Regions from separate parts of the Oryctolagus cuniculus genome. Here region 2 is linked to region 1. Evidence: chromatin contacts called from public Micro-C data. All regions are on one chromosome and are shown on one strand. The core of a region is the stretch at or near the end of the contact, and the rest is flanking DNA. Distances in the headings are between cores, read along the strand shown. Region 1 overlaps STPG1 (sperm tail PG-rich repeat containing 1). Region 2 has its middle 18 kb from the start of IFNLR1.

Region 1 (6,773 bases), core at 2,619-5,118:
GCTCTCCACCTCCAGCCTCTCTGCCTGCTCCTCCTTCTTGTCTGTGCTCCCTGGGGACACGCCAGCCCCAAGGCGAACGTCTCTGAGAAAGCCGAGCTTGTGTGCTGTGTGGCCTGTGGTCCGGCAGAGTCCACATTCCCTTGCCAGAAAACGGCTGGGCAAACCCACCTGCCTAGTAAAAATGAAAGTGTTGATCGGACAGAATTTATGAAATCAGGACCAGAAAGCCCGGGGTACGTGGAGCTGTACCTGGCTCTCTGTGCAGAACAGGAAGTCTTCCCGGAACCTGCAGAGGTCGTGGCAGTGAGGCTGGGAAGGCCCACTTTCCTCTCTGCCCCTCCTCATCAGCTCTGCAAACCCATCCCAAGGTCAAGTGAAGGCAGCTGCCGCCCTGCGCTTGGCACATGAGAGGCTGCCGTTCAGGGCTCGAGTCCTCCAGAGAGGTCTCCGAGTGTATTGCAATCACATTGCCCCGTGCTGTGTGGGGCGGGGGATGGGAACAGGGGGCCACTCACCCTGTGCTTGGTCCTACCCCAAAGGTCTTCAACTTCCGAGGGCAGGCCCTGGCTCTGGTACAGCTGTGCGGGCAGTGTGAAGGGCAGCAGGGCAGAGGATGACGGCTGCCAAGGGCAGTGGGGCAGAGGAGGACAGCAGCCAAGGGCAGCAGGGCAGAGGAGGACGGCGGCCCTGTTCTATCCCCGGCATGTGCATTGTCTCACGTAGGCTGGCCGAGGAGCATGGGGAGCAGTCAGCATGCTCTCTCCCTCCCCACACCCAGTTTTCTTGGGTTGATTTGGTTTTTGCCTTTCAAGGTGATCTCGGCCAGGAGGCCAAAGCGGTAGCTAAGTTCCCAGCCGTCACGGCCTGGCTTCTGTTCTCTGGAATGTGCTCTGAGAGGCCTGGGCTCACCCACGCTGACACAAAGTGTGAGTCTGTGACCCCCAGAGAGCTGCCCGCCCACCTGGACCTGTCCCTCCCAGCCACCCAAGTGGGCACGGCATGAAGACAGTGATGAGCTGGCAAACCAGCTCTCCCTTCCGCAAAGACGAGCTCTGATTTACAGCGTTTGCCCTTTGCTGCGCTGTAAATACTCCACCACCACCCCCGCCCCCAGCCAATTCCAAGATGCCACCTGCCACACTTCTGCGTTGCCAACGGCTGCCCTCAGGCTGCCCCCGGCCAGCCTTCGCGTGCTGCTGCCCAAAGCACTCTCCGTGGACATTCGCTCTGAGCAAGCTGGCAGCTGGCCATTCCCCAGGCCCCAGGGGACAGACCTCTGTCTCTTTTTCCTGGACTCAAGCTAGCCGCCTCTGTGCAGAATGAAACCAGGACCAAGGCCCAGATTTAGCAACTAAAAATGCACGATGTCTAGTCAAATTGGAATTTCAGATAGATAACAACTCTTTTAACAAATGTATGTTCCACGCATTGCATGGGATATACTTATACTAAAACAGCCCTGTGTTGTTTATGAAAACCTAATGTCACGGGGCTGGGTGGGATGGCTGAACCATTGGGCCCTTGCGTCGTACCTGGCAATCCAGTGAGCGCTCAGGAGAAGGCTGGGCATGGATAGGCACGCTGAGAATGTGCCGAGAGACCGGGAGCTGTAGGTGTGTGTCTGTCTTCACCGTTCGTTGTTTGAACCTCGAAGTCGCGCTTGCACTGCCTGCCTTAATGTGTCTCAGATTCAGGGGCTCTGGAAGCTCAAAAGCACTTCAAAGCCCAACACCTTGAGCTTAAGGAAACCACAGCCCAGCAAGGTGACTTGCTCAAGGTCACTCTGTTAGCAGCGGAACTGGGACTAGGCATTCCCAGTCAGGGGGCTTAAATGTTTCTTGTATCCTGTGTGGTCTCATTGGAGAGTTGGTTGAGTTTTGTAGCAAAGAGGAGACTCTCTGGTCAGACCACCTGGGTTCAGATTCCAGCTCTGACATTTACCAGTGACGGGACCTTGTGTCTTTCCTCTGGCCCCTTCTTCTCAACTTGAAGTTGGGGGTTAAATGAGTGAGTATACTTAGAGCACTCGGAACGGTGCCCGGCACACACGGAGCACCCAGTCCGTGGATGCCTGCCCTGCATGAAGCTCCCTAGGAAAACTGTCTCCCTGCAGCACATGGAGTCTGCACCCACAGTGCTAAGTTCTCCCCGACTCTCGCTTGGGCTACTCATTCTTATGCCACTTGCTTGGCCACCTTCTGTCAACAGTACTTGCCCCTGCTAGCGAGCCTGGGGAACGAGATGAAAGCCCAATTAACTGTGCCAGCAGAAACGAGCCGCAGATGCCACTTCCGGTTATTCCTCTCCCACATCCCGGCATCAGCTAGCAGCAGAGGCCCGTGGGCTTGCCTCTTTTTTTCTTTGAGAGTCAGAAATGGTGCTGTTTGGGCTGAAGGTTGTTGTTTCATTTTGCTTTATAAACAGAAACACTCCCTGATTTCTCTTCTGAAAGGCTGGGGAGGAAGCTGAGTCAGGTGGGGTGCGGCTAACGTGCAATCGGTCACCCTTCCCTTGCCGTGGGTTTGGCTTGCCCAATCCAGACACACGGACGTGTACATCAGCCGCGTCCACTGTCCCATTTTACACTCATTTCTCTCGTGACGTGGAAACACAACAGCGTTCTCTTGGAATGCAATGTGGCGTGGTGGAAGGCCTGAGGGCTTTGGGAGCCGCAGCCTGGATTGGATTTCCAGCCCCACTGTTTGGCAACTCGTTGGAGAATGGGCAGGTTGGGAAGTGGCGGAGCAGGGCTGCCATCTGCCCAGGGTGGTGCCCATCCTGTGGTTAGAGAGTCAGTGGGTGGGAAGCTCGCGGGATGGGACTGACGCTCTCTTGCCTTGCAGGATGATGTCCCAGGTCCTGGGTTCTACAATGTCACTCACCGGTCTCCAGTGTCCAACAGTGTCTCACTGTCCAAGAAAGGAACGGGCACTTTCCCCTCCATGGTGAGACCCCCTTGTCTGCAGTAACCACTCAGTGGTTTCCTCTCTCTGTTGCATCACCTTGGGCTGGATGTCTGGCCCCTTCCCTCCGAAGGCCTGTGGTTCTAATTAGGAGGGTAACCGCTGCCTCGGATTTCATGCAGGTGAACTAGACCTTGAGTCTATACCTTTTTTTTTTTTTAACCATCATGCATTGCTGGGACAAGAGGAGAAGCTGGAGGAATATCCAGAACCTGATGGCTCAAACCCAATTTTGTCATGGAATGGACTAAGCAAGTGTTTCCTGAGGTTTTAGGTTTACCAGGAAAATGTGACTCTCTACCTCTTGTCCCAGTCCCTGGCGAATAATCTCATAAGGTTGCTCAAATGATCGAGAAATCTGATGGGGACCAAAAAAAAAAAAAGGCAGAGGACCTGGAATTGAGGGATTTCATTGCCCATTCCTCTGTGTAAGATGTGGGACTTCATCTTTGTTGAGAGCTCTACCGGCCAAATAGCTATAGGCAAGTGCCAATGGCCCTGACCTGACTTGGGCAAGGATTGTCTCTTTATTTAAAAATTATAAGTTGTCAAGAAAAATGGGCTTGTATAGAAAGGGGAAAGAGTCCCACAAGGGTGCACTGGCTGAAGTAGAAAAGTGAGAAAGACAGCAAACCCTCACTCTGACATTAACCCAATGCACGTGCCTTCTTGTCCCTTTAAAAGTTATAATAATCTCTTGTATTACGATACCTGACATTGGAATTGATTTTTTTTAACCACACAAAGGGGCCATTTAAGATACACTGAATGCAGCCACTTCTTCTTGGAAGTCAAGTTTGGCAGAGCTGAATTCTCAAGGGGCAAACCAAATCTGGAGTTAACTCCCCCTTCCCAGAGACGATGAGCTCCCATCTGCCGCCAGGGAGTTCACAGAACACCCAGGCCTCTACCTATTTTTCTGCCCCCATTCCTGCTAGGAAAGAAACTCAAAAGCAATCGGCCAAAGAAGTGCCATCTCATGGTGTCCTGGCACGGGGGACAAGGCCTCAGCCCTGCTCCTGACTCAGCTGTGGGACAAGACCTCAAGCCCGGTGCTCTCCTGCGTCCGCGTTGCCTCATAAAAGCGGAGGAGACTCCCTGGAGGCTGCGGGCGAATTGCAGCGAGTGAAACACTCTTTGAAACTGCAAAGCATTATAAACATGTGAAATGTTATGGTTGTTACCACCTGAGTCACACACAGTACTTCCTGCAACACCTAGCTTCTCTCCCCGAGGAGTTCTTTGCCAAACAGTGACACGGCCCATTCTGTCTTGATGCCAAAAAAAAAAAAAAAAAAAAAAAAAGGGACTAAATTGGAGCACACAAGCAGCACCGTCCTGGGCTTTACTCGCAGTAACTTTCCAAATGACGAGGCGAGGCTGCCTGGAGAAGGGGCCGGGGCACGACGTGGGTCTCATAGACTCTAATCAGGCTTTCGGGTCTTGGAAAAGCTCAGGACCAAACCCAAAGAAGGCAGGGACTGAGTTGTTCGGGCTTCGTCTTCGCCCCACCTTGTCGGCCCCGGACTGTGGATTTCTGTTTATTCACGGGTAAGCCTCTGTGCCTGCGGGCAGGGGCCTCCTGTGGAGGTGCAGGCTTGTCCGCGGGTCCCCGCCTCCTCCGTGGCTCCTTCAAACCCGATCAACATTTCCTCTCTCTGCCCCTGTTTGTGATTTTCACTCCCAGCCCCATCTCCACTTCCGGATCTCAGGACTCGGAGGGAATTCAAAGCGACCCTGATCAGAGAAAGGGCAGGACGGCCAGGAGGAGTGTGATGATGGGGGAGGCGGCCCAAGAAACTCTGGGGGTCCGTGGGGTTCAGGAACTTCCTGGTGGCTGTTGGAACGGCTGCAGCCCGCCTTTCGGCAAGCTCTGTCATCTCTCTAAGTCCAGATGGATTAAGGAGCTTCGCCAATGTGTTCGCAATCCTTGCCCCAGAGTTTCTCACAGCCCCGGCTAGGAAATGAAGTGAGACCGGCGGCGGAGGTTGGGAAGGCTTCTCTGCGTTTGCATGGTGGCGGGGGTGGTTCTGGGAAGGCTGGGATCTGTGGGAGAGAGGCTCACAGAAGCCAGCATCTGACCGCATTGGGGGCCACAGGCCTGGGAAGGCAGCCGTGGGGTGTGCAGGGCTGGTGAGCTGGTGTTAGGTGGCTGCACTCTGAGTCTCATGATGAAACTTTGTCTCTGCTGAGAAACTGAATGTTTTCTCCAAAAGTGTATGTCAGTAGGTGTTCTAAGCCAAGAAGGTGCTGAGATCAAATCAGCTCGCCATCACCCAGGGCCGTGCCTGCGCACCCGTTCCTTGTAAGAATGGGCTGTCTGAGGGAGGCGGAGTGCCTGGGTGAGAAGGCTGAGCCTACCCCTTACCACAGTATCCACTACTCAGGCCCGTCACAGGATTCAATACAACACCACGACAAACACTTGGCTCACCACTGGCCACGACACAAAGGCAATGCGTGTGGGGTGTCCTCACTTTTGCAAATGGCAAGAAATCCTTACAACTCCAAGGCAGAGCTGAGACTTGAACCCAGGTTGGGGTCGGAACAACCTGGGCTTTAGCCAAGAATGCTTCTGCTTCTGGTGGCACCTCCACCCCAGGGGGCACGGGCCACGGGCCACGGGCCACGAGTCGCGGTCGATCCATCCACCAGAGGCCGAGAGCCAGCACCGCCAAGCGCCTTCCCTCAGCCTCCCCCACTCTCTGTGCTGGCAGAGTTGCTGACCCCTATCAAGCAAGCGGAGAAAACCTCAAGCTTTTTACCGGAAACCAATGGGGGAGATTTTGTTTTATCAGACTCCCGTACTCGCTGTGCTGTCCTAGGTTCAGTGATGTTATCACCGAGTTTCTATGGCTTTTGTCCCTGTTGGTTCGCAAACATTGATTGTGTTTGTTTTTTAACTGAAAATAGTTGATCATGGCTTCCTGAAAGGAGTGGGGTTGGTTCTGTGGGAATAGCCAAAATGTCACGGGATTTTCTGAGCAGGAATTGGGGGGATGGGTGGGTAGGAGGCGTGGGTGGGCAGCAAGCCTTGCACCTGTGAGGTTTCGAAGCAGTTCAGATACTTTCCCCATAGAAACGAGGCGCGCACCTCTACTCAGCGGAAGAGTCCGCCGCACCCCTCCCGTCGCTCACCCAGCAGCTGATGAGTCGGCTCTAAGCGGCCTGCACAGGGCTGGGTGGAAATGCATCGATGGCTGTTTTCGCCCAGTTCCAAACATCAGGTGAATAATTTGAGTTAGTTTACAGAAGTTGAAACAGGTCTGAACTTGCATTTTTCAGGGGCAAATCCTCAAAAGCCTGAGGCCAGTTTATCATTGTTACCTGCTGCAGTCTCACCGTCCGTAAAATGCTCTTGGGGCCGGTGCTGGGCAAGGTCTGACATCTGTCCTTCCGGGCCACAGGCTCAGTGCTGATTGCTGTGGCTTTGCCCTTCACAGAGTGCCCGCTTGGACCCCATCATTTCTAAATTCCCTGCAGCCAACGCGTACACCATCCCGTCGGAGTTCATCTCCAAGAGAGACTTCAGTAATTCCTGTTCCAGCATGTTCCAGTTGCCCAGCTTCATGAAAGTTCTCAAATTTGAAACTCCTGCACCAAACCATTACCATGTAAGGACACCGCATGTGGCTGCTAGATGAACACTGCACGGTTTGCTGCGATAAGAGGAACGGGGGTAGAGGGATAAGGGAGTGTGGGGGACAGCGTCTCAGGGCAGTTGGAGAGCCAGCTGCCGTCTGCTGACTTCCTGGTGGGGGCTTCCAGCCCTGCAGCACTCTCGGGGGACTTGCAGAGCCCAGACAGAAG
Region 2 (6,773 bases), core at 2,881-5,380, 140 kb after region 1:
ACACGTGTCAGCTGCGTGTCTGTGTCTCGAGCACTCTGGCCTCGCTTACGTTTCCTATAGGGAGCAAGGATAGAGCTGGGGGCGGATGACGTGAGCTACCGAGCGGTGTTGGCTCCAGGGTCTGGCACACGCACAGTGCTATTTGGGACAAGCGCACTTCAAAAGATACGTGGAAAAAAGAAATTAAACGATAACTGCATGGCGGTGCAAATTTTTTAAAGATTTATTTGTGCATTTGAAAGGCAGAGTGAGCGAGAGAAAGGAGGGGAGGAAGAGAGAGAGTTCTTCCATCTGCCAGTTCATTCCCAAATGGCTGAAATGCGTGGCGCTGGACCGGGCCGTAGCCAGGTGTTGGGATTTCATCTGGGTCTGTCCCTTGGGTGGCAGGGACCCAAGGGCTTGGGCGGTCTTCTGCTGCTTGCCCAGGCGCGTTAGCAAGGAGCTGGATTGGAAGCGGAGCAGCCAGGACTGGAAGGAGCAGGTGCTCTGATAGGAGATGTGGTATCCTGAGTGGCAGGTTTGAAGTAACTTGCTGCACCACAGTGCCTGCCCTGGTGCGCACAGTTCTGAAACGCACGAGTGGTTTTTCCATAATACACGTTTCCCACAAGCTTCTGAAGCCCCCTTGTAACAGGTGTTGCTGTTCTTGCAGAAGCCTGGCAAGTTCATGGTTCTGTGGTTCCGCGGTTCTGGTTTTGCATATGGAAATTGCCCAGGGAAGAAAGATTTCTAAGGGCCAGAGGGCCAGCAGGGGCTTCAGACCGAGCCCACAGCGGAGCTCCCACTGGTGCTGGGACAGGCTTTGGGGGGACAAGGGGCAAGTTCAAGGTGGGCCTTGTCTGGTTCCACGTCGGGTGTTGGCTGAGGAGCAGAGCAGTGCCAGGTGATGGGAACAGAGCCCCAAAGCTGGGAGCCTGCGGGACCCTGACAGTCGCATCCCCCGGCCCCCCAGCCTTGCTCAGGGAGCTCTGGAGGCGTGGCCAGCTCCTGGCCATGCCTGCTGCCCCTGGTCCATTGACCAAGCTCCCAGTTCTAATTGGATAAACAACAATGTTGTGGGGAGCAACTGGAGCAACTCGGACTAGACTAAGTTACTGGAATTAAGACTTATTCTATGCACTTGCTCTCCCACAATATGGCGCTGGGAGAGGAGAAAACAGCTTCTACCCAGCTGCCTCTCACCAACTTGACAAACTGTAGGACCTGCTCCTGATTGGAGGAGAGCAGCGTGCTCGGCGTGTGGGCAGCCGAGTTGGGATTGGTGGAAGAGGACTATAAAGGAGGAGAGAGACAACATGCACCGGGAACATCTGAGGGAACACCTGTGCAGCCCCCGAGAGAGCCGGCCAGCAGTGTGCCGCTCCCCCGCGGAAGTGGGGAATGTGGCAGGGGGAACCGCCCTTCCATGGAGGTGGAAGGGTCGGTAGCCAACCCGGGAAGAACCAGCAGCAAACCCGGGGAGGGCCGAGCAGATAAAAGAACAACGCAGGGTCCTGTGTCGTTCCTCCACGAAGAGGGGGAGCGACAAATGTTGTCTGGATATTGACACCTTCTGATTGGATAACAGCTAGAGATTAGGAAATTGTTGAATTCTGATTGGTCGACAGGTAGAAATGGGGCAGCACACTGCAGAGCTTTAATTGGATGACCTCTCTAGGAACAGCCCACCGCTGAATTCTGATTGGCTAAGTATATTTCTTTTGCAAATCAGTTCTTTAATTATTTTCATTTTGTTTGAAGAGTGGAGAGACACAGAGAGACAGCTGGGGAGAGCTCTTCCATCCTCTGGCTCAGCCTCCAAAGGTTTGCAATAGCAATAGCTGGGCCACTCCAAAGCCAAGAGCCTGGAACTCAGTCCAGGTCTCCCGGAGGCAGGGACCCACGGACCTGAGCCATCGTCTGCTGCCTCACAAGGTGTACATTAGCAGGATGCTGGGTAGGAAGCAGAGGAGCTGGGACTAGAACCAGGCACTCCGACACAGGGTGCAGGCACCCCAAGTGGACACTTACCTGCGACCCCAGTGCTACGTATTCCTCTGCCCGGGTATCCCAGCGTCAGCTCATGGGTGATGCATTGCAGAAACCGACCTGGCAGGACTTGAAGCTGCTCACGCTGCTATTTCTCGTGGTATGTTCCAGCCTCGTTCTAAGTAATGTCCGATGATGTCCAGAAAAGCGCACTGGGAGGTGAAGGCTGTGAGATGAGCACCGTGGCCTCCCCATTTCACAGACGAGGAAACTGAGGCCCCGAGAGGGTGAGGAGCTTTCCCTGGGACATGGGGCTGGAAAGAGTCTACGTGGGATTTGCACTCAGAGCTACCTGACTTCAAAGTGCATGTCCTGGCCTCTACCCTGGGCTCTTTCAGTTGGCAAAGGAGACCAAAGCGCCATCCTTGATGGGAGCTGGGATCTGGCATCCCTCCCCCTCCCGGTGGGCAGCAAGGTATTTACCGTGGCTCAGTCAGGACCTACACCCAGCTCTTGTGCTCCCGCAAGGCTGGCAATTAACGGAAACACTTCCCAGCTGGTTGGTAAACAGCCGCTGTCCTAAGGTCCCCCAGCCCCAGCTGACCCTGGGGTACCCGGACATACATACATTTAGCAAATCAGAATTTAGCAATGGACTGACTATTCCTGGGTAAGTCATCCAATTAAAGTTTAGCAGCAACCCCAGCTCTACTTAGCAACCAATCAGAACTCACCAATTTCCTAGTCTCCAGCTGCTACCCAATCAGAGAGCAGCACTCTCCTTGTCACTCCAAGATCCCACCCTCTACTCTCCCATCTTCGCGATCGCACATCCAGGGAGTAAAGGACTCATGCCCAACCCACTGGGGGACCTCAGGACACGCCCGTCTCAACCACTGGCCAGTGCCTGTGCCTGCGGGGTAATAACTGCTTTATGTCACCATTCTGCTAATGCACAGTCCATCGTCTGGCAAATGGTAAATTAACCCACCCAGATGACCTAGGTATTCTTCCTTCCTTCCAGAATAATACTCAAAGCACCAGTTATTTTAAGAATTTGCTGAAATACAGCCCATAATGTTAGACACAGTAAGCCCTCCGTCCATGGAAGTATGGTGTGTGGTTGTCACACGTGATCGCTACGTTCAGCCTGAATGTTCTGGAACATTCTACATCTCAGCATTTCTCAACTGGTGATCAGCGGCACTCCAGGCCCACAAGACTGAATAAAATCCTAAGATCAAGCAAACTGGGGAGCGTACAGATGCTTGGAGACCCAAGATCTGAGCAAGCCTGCAGCGAAAAAACAGGATTTGCCTCATTTAATCCCCAAATCTCTCTGACCACGGGACGCCTTGTTCTGGGGAGGCGGTTGGGTGGTAGGTGGGGAAATACGGATGGCATCCTCCAGAAGTCACTTTGGAAACATCCGTTCCCAGCCTAAACCAAGGTAGACTATCAAGTACTGATAGGGGTGTGTGTGTGTGTGTGTGTGTAGGACTGTTTCCAAGGAGAGACACCACGCTTTGGGTCTGGCTAGGAGAGCCCTGCTGTGTCCACACCATGGGGGTCTTGTCTCATCTCCTTTCCTTACAGAGGGTGCAAAGCCCTGCCAGGCAGTGTCTGTGGGGTCAACCCAGGAAGACTTCCTGGAGGGAGGGAGTGTGGAGCCAGCTAGAGAGCAGAGGTAGGGTGCAGACGGCAGAGAGGAGGGTGGAGGTGAAAATGCCACACCCCTAGGCCACTTGGCACCATCCACACTGGCAGTGCCCTGTGGACGCCGGCTGTTGGCTCGCTGCCCTGGCTTCCTGCACTCCTCCCCTCTAGGTCCCAAGCCATCTCCTGAGTCAGCACCCGGCTTCCTCCTGGGAGGTCAGGCCCTCTCCTGCGCTGGGAAGGCAGTGCCCGCCTTGGGCTTCCAGGGCCCCCCGCTCCCTTCCACCCATCTCTGTTTGCTCAGCACTGAGATTAGACCTGAGGCTCAGCCAGCTCGCCTACTGCTGTGTCCCCCCTGGGAAAGGGGCAGCAATCGCGAAGCGAGGGGCCCCCGGGAACAGGAACCTGACTCAGGCTGGAGGTGGGACCAGCCTTTCTCGGGCCCCACCGGAGGCCCCAGAGCAGGGCCTGGGAGAGGTGAGCGGGGAGTGGCAGGGGGTGGGCCAGGTGCAGTGAACACAGGCGCCGGCCAGCTCCTCCGCCCCAGCCCAGGGGAGCGGTCTGGGTCCCTCCCTCCCTCCCTCTCAGCTGACAGGGCAGGGCCGGGTGAGCATGCAGGGACCTGGAACCGAAACTCAGCAGCAAGCTCAGCCCAGGGACCCTCGCCCAGGCGGAACCCCAGCCAGCCTCCAACCATCCTGGCGTCTGCCCTGCCCCCAGGCGTCCCCAGCACAGAGCAATCCCAGAGCCAAGGCAGAGAAGAGAGGGCAGTGGGTCAGCCGGGCAGGCACCTTCCTCGGGAATTTGTTGCTGTGTTTCAGACTCTGAGCTGGGTTCTGGAAACGCAGCCAAACCCGCATGCCTCCTCACAGGCTGTGTGGCCATGGCCAAGCCCCGTGTCTCTCTGGGCACCAGCTGCCTCCGTAACAAGGGGCTCCTAACTCTCCCCTGTGCAGCTGCCTTGAGGATTAAATGACTTAAGCCTTATGCTATGGGCTCCCCGCAGGTCCTGCTCCCAGGGTAATGACCCATACAGCAGGGGCAGGGGTCAACACAGCAGCCCCCAGCTCCCCGCGGCACCTGCCTCTGGGTGGTCCGGGTGACCCCTGCGGACCTGACCAGGTCCTCAGTTGCCTCTGCTTTGAAATGGGCTCACAGCCAGGGGCTGGCATCCCGGGGGACCACAAGAGAAAGACTTTGGCCCCATGGCCAAGGGCTCTGCGGGGCAGACCCAGGAGGGCCTGAGCTTCGGCTTTCCAGCTCCAGGTCCCGAGTGAGCCCTCCTGAGTCCCGAGAGCAGAGTGGAGGCTGCAGCCAGAATCTGCGGCAAGGCGCGGGAGAAGACAGCGCCGGAGCGCACCTCCTACTCCAGGGCCCGCTCGCGCAGGTCGCAATGTCCATTCCGATTCCTTACCATCACAGGTGCGTCTCCAGGTCACGACGCAGAATGCGTCTCTTACCCTGGGTGAGGACGCACTGGACGGGGCTGGCGTTGTGGGGCGGTGGGTTAAGCCGCCGCATGCAGCACCACCCTCCATCCCAGCTGCTCCGTTTCTGATCCAGCTCCCTGCTAATGCACCTGGGAAAGCGGCAGAAGACGGCCCAAGAGGCCGGGGCCCCTGCACCCACGTGGGAGGCCCGGATGGAGTTCCAGGTCTCTGGCTTTAGCATGGCCCTGCCCCACTCTTGCAGGCATTTAGGGAGTGAACCAACAAATGGAAGCTTGCTCACTCTCGCTCTCTCTCTCTCTCTCTCTCTCGCTCTCTCTGCCTTTCGGGGGGTGGTGGAGGGGCAGGGCATAGATGGCACCACAGCCAAGACTGTGCCACTTCACTAACAGGCCCAGCCCCCCATTTTACAGACGGGAAGACCTGGGCCCTGAGCCAGAGAGTGGTTTGTCCTGTGGTGGAGAGAATGGCCCGGCTCTGCCCGGCTCCCACTGCCTCTGAGGGCCAAAGAGGCCTGGACTGTCGGGCACCGTCATCTGTGAAATGGGAACAGTGAACGGTCAGCCTCATGGGTTTAGGAGATGAGTCCCTGCGTACAAGTGGCCTGGCCCAGGGTCAGTCTCAGTGAACACGCTGCTTGGTTTAAAGGGCCGGTTGCAGGGTAGGCACTGGGCCCAGCTGTTACGATGCCTGAATCCTGCATGGGGGGTAGGGGGGCTGGGTTCAAGTCCCAGCTCGGCTTCCATCCCAACTTCCCACTAGGACGCACTCCGGGAGGCAGCAAGTGATGGTCCGAGGACTTGGGTCCCTGCCACCCATGTGGGAGACCCGGATGGAGCTCCTGGCTCCCAGCCCTGGCCATCTGGGGCCTGAACCCAGGGATGGGAGATCCCTCAGACACACAAGGAGTTTCTCTTTTTCACACAAAGCAGGCTATGAACAGGGTGAGCGCTGTCTGTGGGCACCCCCATGGGGTTCACAGCCGTGGCTTCTGGGGGAAGGGGATGCTAGCGGCACACCTCTGCTGTCCGCAGGGCGGAGCAAACAGCTCCAGTTCCAACGATTGCACAGCCAGCGTGTGCTGCTTTCGTGTGAAGGTTAAAAAAAAAAGAGAGAGATTTTTGTCCCCACCAAGAGGGACGAGTACCCACCCCCACTGACTCACGCGATGTCCCCAGGCCACCGCGTGGGCGGACCTCAAGCCGCCTTACCCCGAAAACCGCCAGGTGTGTCCCTGCGGCCGAGAGTGCCAGGGCTCGGGGAAGCGGCTGCTGTTCGTTTGCTTTCCTTTGTTCACAGTGACAGCTGATGACCTGCCGGCGGCACCTGGGTAACAAGCACATGCCAAAGGTGGCAGATCTCCCCGGGGTGGGGGTGGCAAGGGCCAGGGTTCAGCAGGCACTGAGTCCTGGCATCTGCTTCCTGCAAACCCAGAGAGCGTTAAAGTCGGCACGGGGGCGGGGGGGGCTCAGGGAGGAAGCCGGGGTTCTGAGCTCCTCTCGCACTAAGCAGCAGGGGGTGTGCGCGCACTGCGTGGATGGCAACACAGGAAACAACCAGATATTTGGCTGACAAAGGACGCTGAGGCCATGGAGGACAGAGGCAGGGTCCCATGCTGCGCGTGGGGGGGAACCTGGACCCTTGACAAAAGGCCTGGGGAGGCTGGGGTTTCAAGGCCACCCCAGGAAGAAGTCAGGGTTT

The links. Hi-C and Micro-C count contacts between places; a contact is called where the count stands out from the background.
Region 2: a contact with region 1 is called in a Micro-C map of ear pinna, with 5 times the contacts expected there. The contact joins two enhancer-like sites. A contact is called at or near these places in 4 of 6 Hi-C or Micro-C datasets (ear pinna, psoas muscle, skin fibroblasts and 1 more).

What each region holds. Positions count from the first base shown.
Region 1 is chr7:146,721,868-146,728,640 of mOryCun1.1, forward strand. STPG1 (sperm tail PG-rich repeat containing 1) reads left to right here. Exons shown (of 8, transcript XM_070079094.1): 4 at 2,844-2,945. Among named protein-coding and RNA genes, the nearest start is that of STPG1, 28 kb to the left of the region's middle. Within about 2 kb of position 3,869, at least 1 of the 8 cell types and tissues checked has an H3K27ac peak or open chromatin away from gene starts, as enhancers often do. A contact at or near this core is called in ear pinna, where this site is marked.
Region 2 is chr7:146,861,646-146,868,418 of mOryCun1.1, forward strand. No RefSeq gene overlaps it. Among named protein-coding and RNA genes, the nearest start is that of IFNLR1, 18 kb to the right of the region's middle. Within about 2 kb of position 4,131, at least 2 of the 8 cell types and tissues checked have an H3K27ac peak or open chromatin away from gene starts, as enhancers often do. A contact at or near this core is called in ear pinna, where this site is marked.